2 separate regions of the Mus musculus genome follow, and region 2 is linked to region 1. The links are chromatin contacts, called in public HiChIP or PLAC-seq maps. All regions are on one chromosome and are shown on one strand. The core of a region is the stretch at or near the end of the contact, and the rest is flanking DNA. Distances in the headings are between cores, read along the strand shown. Region 1 overlaps Wapl (WAPL cohesin release factor). Region 2 overlaps A930038B10Rik (a long non-coding RNA gene).

What was found. HiChIP or PLAC-seq counts read pairs in DNA pulled down with a chosen protein or histone mark.
Region 2: a contact with region 1 is called in an H3K27ac HiChIP or PLAC-seq map of embryonic stem cells, with 8 read pairs. The contact joins two enhancer-like sites. A contact is called at or near these places in 1 of 15 datasets of contacts at CTCF or cohesin (large pre-B cells), 10 of 484 Hi-C or Micro-C datasets (CD8 T cells, Sertoli cells, cerebral cortex and 3 more), 10 of 115 datasets of contacts at active chromatin or transcription factors (the SCID.adh cell line, bone marrow-derived macrophages, craniofacial prominence and 3 more) and 2 of 9 other capture datasets (adipose tissue and liver).

Annotation. Positions count from the first base shown.
Region 1 is chr14:34,692,867-34,695,718 of GRCm38.p6, forward strand. Wapl (WAPL cohesin release factor) reads left to right here. Exons shown (of 19, transcript NM_001004436.4): 4 at 2,121-2,239. Among named protein-coding and RNA genes, the nearest start is that of 5830448L01Rik, 20 kb to the left of the region's middle. Within about 2 kb of position 1,340, at least 7 of the 459 cell types and tissues checked have an H3K27ac peak or open chromatin away from gene starts, as enhancers often do. A contact at or near this core is called in embryonic stem cells, where this site is marked.
Region 2 is chr14:34,768,439-34,771,290 of GRCm38.p6, forward strand. It overlaps A930038B10Rik (a long non-coding RNA gene), which reads left to right. Exons shown (of 5, transcript XR_001781218.2): 4 at 58-272; 5 at 850-1,663. Among named protein-coding and RNA genes, the nearest start is that of Gm30969, 4.6 kb to the right of the region's middle. Within about 2 kb of position 1,398, at least 206 of the 459 cell types and tissues checked have an H3K27ac peak or open chromatin away from gene starts, as enhancers often do. A contact at or near this core is called in embryonic stem cells, where this site is marked.

The DNA.
Region 1 (2,852 bases), core at 90-2,589:
TTAATTACATGTTGATGTGTGTGCCTGCATGTGGCTATATGCATGTGAGTTCAGGGTTCCAAACCCAATTCAAATTGCATGTAAGTAAGCTCTCCCACTGAAATATAACCCTAGGCTAGCATATGGTAATTTATGTGATAATTTTATACTATTGAGTCTTTGGGACAGAGATACCAAACATCTTGTTTTAGTTTTGAAAATCCAAATGTAATACAGACATAAGGATTGATTTTTTTAGGACATTTAGAACTGTACTGATAACAGATGGTTTTATGAGGGAAATACTCAAAAGAAATTAATTAAACCCTTTGGAAGTAGCACAAAACTTGAAAAAAATTGAAACATTCTCAAAGCCTCAAATTGTGGTCTCATAGGATTGGAAAGTACTAGTAGGTAAGGATTCTCTCAGTTCTCTCAATTCTCTCTCTCTTTGTCTCTCTCTTTCTCTCTCTTTTTTGTTTTCGAGGCAGGGTTTCTCTGTGTATCCCTGGCTGTCCTGGAACTCACTCTGTAGACCAGGCTGGCCTCAAACTCAGAAATCCGCCTGCCTCTGCCTCCTGAGTGCTGGGATTAAAGGTGTGCACCACCACTGCTCACAGTATTCTCTTTTAATAATAAAATTTGTCTCAAGATTGTAGGCTCAATGATAAGGTCCTCTTAGTGGTTGAGTCTCTAGTGAGAGCTAGGTCTATTTTTGTATCTTGGAGCAATAGAACTTAAATTCTGGAGTATGAAACGTTAAGACTCACTTTGAGAAATGAAGTTGATATTGAATAACATTTGAAAACTATAAGACTACTTGAATGAGAAACACCAAGTTACAGGTCAGTCTTGATATAACGTGTGAACCAGCAGTCATTTTTAGAAGATGAGGTTCTCTTCCTTCTAAATTAGAAGAAAATGTTTATAACCATTTGAGAAGTAATCTAATCCTTCAGTAGTTTTTATGTGAAGACTCACAGGTCATTGAACTACATTGTACTAGCCAAGGATAGCTATCTTGGTTGTTTCTTTGCCTCCTGACTCAGCCTCCCAAGTGCTAGGATTAGGACTGTGCACCACTCCCAAAGATTGTGCTTTTTAAAATTTTGTCCTCTTTGGAACTGGAGAGATGGCTCAGTGGTTACGTGTGTTTGTTGTTCTTAGTTCCCAGCACCCACATAGTGGTTCATAACTTCAGTTCCAGAGAATCTGATGCCTTACCATCTCTGCAGTCTCCCCAGGCAGGCTCATATACCTATACCGGACGGTTTTGTGCACTGTGTATTCAGATGCTGATTTCTATGCCTAGACATCTGCAGTCTGGACAATGGCATGGCCAAGCATCTCCGGTCTTAATGTTATGTAAAAGTTGTTTCCCATCACCTCTGATTGGGTAATAAAGAGCTGATCAGCTAGTTAGCTGCTCAGAAATAGGGCAGGACTTCCTATTCCAGTCCTGGAAAGAGACTAGAGAGGAGAGAGGGAGAAGATGTGGAGAGACCATGTGGATAAACCAGGAGGATTCTCCATTGAGGTCTCTTGAGAGAGCAGCCATGAGGACAAACATGGACTAGAGTGAGCCAAGGCAAGACTCAGATGTAGGTAAAGGACCACATAGCTGGGAAGTATACAGCATAACCAGGTTAGATAGAATAGCTCTGAACCTGCCCAGCTTAGTGCTTGAAGCTTGTTAATAAAAATACCAGGTCTCTCTGTCTTTTATTCAGGAGCTAAAATGGGCTAGAGTGGGCCCTGCAGTTATATGAGAACAAAAGGGGTGTAAGAACATCCCCCCAAAGAATTAGTTATGCAAAACACTCATATATAAATCTTTAAAAAACTTTTTAGAGTAGTTATCTTTGTTTAGAAGCCATCCAGTGAATTCCAGGCCAGCTAATTATAAGCACCCATTCTCAGTAAAAGAGAAAATGTTTGATTTTTTGCTGATAGTACAAAAATACAACTAGAAAAGATATGTAATAGGTTTTGAAGTAAGAGAATAGGGTTAGAGTACTTCATCAACCACTACTATTTTTAATCCTTTATTATTTTCTCCAACATTAATGTTTTTAAAAAACCTTGTGTTTTCTGATAACTTGAAACACTGGAAAGCTAGCTAGTTTTGATTACCATTTCAGAAAACTTGGATTTTACAGAGGACTTGCCTGGTGTGCCTGAGAGTGTGAAGAAGCCCATAAGTAAACAAGGAGATAAATCCAAGGAAAATACCAGAAAGATTTTTAGTGGCCCCAAACGGGTAAGTAAAGCATTAACACTGGTGTTTTTTTTTAATAAAAATGTGTGTGTGTGTGTGTGTGTGTGTGTGTGTGTGTGTGTGTGTGTATGTATACATATATTTATCATTAGAGGGCTCAACCCTTAACTTTTTATTGGGAAGTTACCAATGAGCCATTGTGACATTGTTTATCTCAGGATATCTGTAAATCTTTAAAAAAAACCATATATATATTTTTTTTACGATGATATATATACATATATATATATATCATTGTAAAAAATGTAATCATATGTCTAAATATGGCATTAAAAATAATTTTTCTGGGCTGGAGAGATGGCTCAGTGGTTAAGAGCACCGTCTGTTTTTCCAGAGGTCCTGAATTCAATTCCCAGCAACCAGGTAGTGGCTCACAACTGTTTATAATGTGATCTGATGCCCTCTTCTGGGGTGTCTGAAGACAGCGACAGTGTACTCACTTACATAAAATAAATAAATCTTTAAAAAAATAATTTTTCCATGCTCTAAAATACTGGTTGTTTAAACTGACATGAGGCTGGTTGGGAGCTGAGACTTTTTGCTTTTCTGTCTTGTAATAGTATTCTGCCACATGTCACTAGTCTAGAAAAAGACC
Region 2 (2,852 bases), core at 148-2,647, 76 kb after region 1:
TGGGCGGGGGCATGGGTACCTTACTAGTGGTTTCACTACATGTCTCCCTCCCTCCAGGAACCCTTAACTGCCTAGAACTCCTCAGAGAGGCCGAAGGCTTCATGAGCCCCGCCCACCGACCTGTGATGGGCAGTGACCAGACCCAATCTGGTGCAAGTTTTTATTCACCGGGGTTCTTTCCAGCTTCTGAGAGTGCACCAGCGCATTGACCCTGTCGTATTGACGAGACTGTGTCCCATGATAGTGATGGGTACCTTCGACTGCCATCTCTGGTACACTTCCTTAGTGTCTTTTGCCTTATGATCACAGAAAGGAAGTTTGATCAACTTTTGGTTTGATTTTGTGACAGGGTACCGAACTTAGCCTCCTGAGTGTTAGGGTTGTGTACCCCAACACTTCTGCTCTTACAAAATGTTTCTTGTTTCATGCTACTCCTACCATATGATTTATGTCTGCTTATTTTGGAATACTTTTTCATTCAAAATATTATTTTCATTGTGAAGATATGATCACGATATTCAAGGTAAGAAAGAGTAAACAAGGAAAAAAGCCTTTATTTCTCTCCTGCGATTGAGGCTTCAGGGTTATGTCACCTTGCCTGTCCCACACACGTATTCAAGAGCTCGTGTCAAAAGCTAGTTCCAGCTCGGACCTTAAGTTGGAGGCAGGAGGCGCGGCCTCCAGCAGCGCGCCCACAGCGCCCTCTTGAGGCTCTGGAAGGTATCATAGAACAGAAGGATGCAGGAGGGGACCGAGGTTCTAAGGAAGGGATATTGGGGAAGGGGCGTTGGAGCAGGCGAGCTGCAGATCTCTTGAGGCTCCGAGGTCACCCGAATGCTGTGTCCACAGGACTCCGGGTCCTGGGCGTCGTCAACAGCGGCTGGGTTGACGGGACCCACGCGGATCCAGCTCACATGGCGCAAGACTCTCAACGCCTCCTCCCTCCCCTCTGCGTTCGCGCGACGAGTTCCGCATCTTTATCACCGCTCCCCCTGGGCTATGTGTGGCGGCCTAGACCTCCGGGTGTCCCCAGATGGAGCAGGTGCTTGGATGCCGCGCCGGGTTGGGGCAGGATGTTCGGATGAGCCCTATGACTTTGGCGGCCTCAGTTTCCCCAGGATGACTGCCCTCGTGCGTGGTCAGCCAAGAGGAGCGGGTCAGAGTATCCACCACGCACCGTGAGCGCCCAGAGGAGTGCATCCGCCCAAGTCCCACCTCCTAAGACTCCAGACTGTCCCTACCTCTCAGCACGTCTCCGCTCTGATCTTGATTTTCCTGGAGGTCGACCCAGGTTAAACCCCACAAGCCTTGTAGCCCCGAGCCTGTCGGGTGCGGGCTTGGCCGAGGCTTTCTCGACTGTAGCGGGCACTGTGCTGGGAGGACATGCGCAGTCGGCCAGCCAGAAGCCGGAGGCAGCCTTCTCCTGGGTGACTGGCCCCTGGGTCATCTCGCTTCAGCCTGCTTTGGTTCTAGGAGTTGGAAATGCTTAGCTTGAAGTCAATGTCCCCAGTGTAAGTGTCTGCGAGACGGCTCGCCGGGTGTAGGCGCTTGCCACCAAGCCTGACCACCTGAGTTTTCTGTGGAAGGAGAGAAGCAACACGGAAGTTATGCTCTGATCTTCACATGCGCTGTGGTGCGCACGCGCACACATCCCCCTCGTCCTGTATTTTTTTTTTTTAATTTTAAAATAAATTTAAATCTCCAATATACCGAAAACCACATGTATAAAACGTACCGAATAACAAACCACCCCACACCTCACACCTTTCTGCTTCTTAAAGGTTCCATCCTTGTCCAGGGTGTGGCTGCCTAGCCACCACTCACCCTGACTATGGTAGAGATGTTCGTTGAGGTTAGTGTTTATATTGACTTATTTGTTGGTGTTTGTTGGAGGTAGGATGGCTAACGATGTGATTGCCTTCCTGTCTGCCAGTAAACTTCAGACAGCAATACTTTTCCCCCAGAGCAAAGGCAGGGCACATGCCTGTTTCTGGGCACGTATCCATCTTCAAGAAAGTCAGTTGCTACCCTGTTGTCCTTCAAAGACATCGAGTCCTGGGATGGAGAGATGGTGTCTTGGTTAGGGTTTTACTGCTGTGAACAGACACTATGACCAAATAAAAACAACATTTAACTGGGGCTGGCTTACAGGTTCAGAGGTTCAGTCCATTATCAACAAGGCGGGAGCATGGCAGAATCCGGGCGGGCATTATACAGGACACACCTACTTCAACAAGGCCACACCTCCTAATAGTGCCATTTCCTGATCCAAGCCTATACAAACCATCACAGATGGCTTGTGGTTAAGAGCGCCCGCTGCTCTTGTAGAGGACCTGGATTTAGTCTCCAGCACTGACATGGTGGCTCATAACCATGCATAACTCCAGTTCCAAGGGATTCCTTTTCTGACTTCTGCAGGGATTAAAGGCATGTGCCACCACTGCCCGGCTGATTAGAAAGCTTAAAAAGAAAGAAAAAAAAAGAATCAGAGAACTTTCACTGTTTAGGCTCTGGAGGGAGGGGAGACTTTGGGATCAAAATTTAAGTTATAAAACAGCTGAGATGAGTATACATTTTGCTAAGACGGGCTTCCTGAAGCAGCTCACAGATGCAAAACTCATGTACTGCTGTCACTAGAGTGGACAGAGTCCCACTGACAATGCTCCATGCAAGGGACAGTGCAGACTCTCACAAAGCTGTGGCATCTTCCTGGCTTATATGGAGGGATAAGATTACTCCTCTCTAGCCTCAAAATCTCCTAAAACCAACAACACACAGAGTCTGCTTTTGACTAAATGAGGAAGGCGGTAAAGCTGTGATCTGCATTAAATAAATAAATAAATAAATAAATA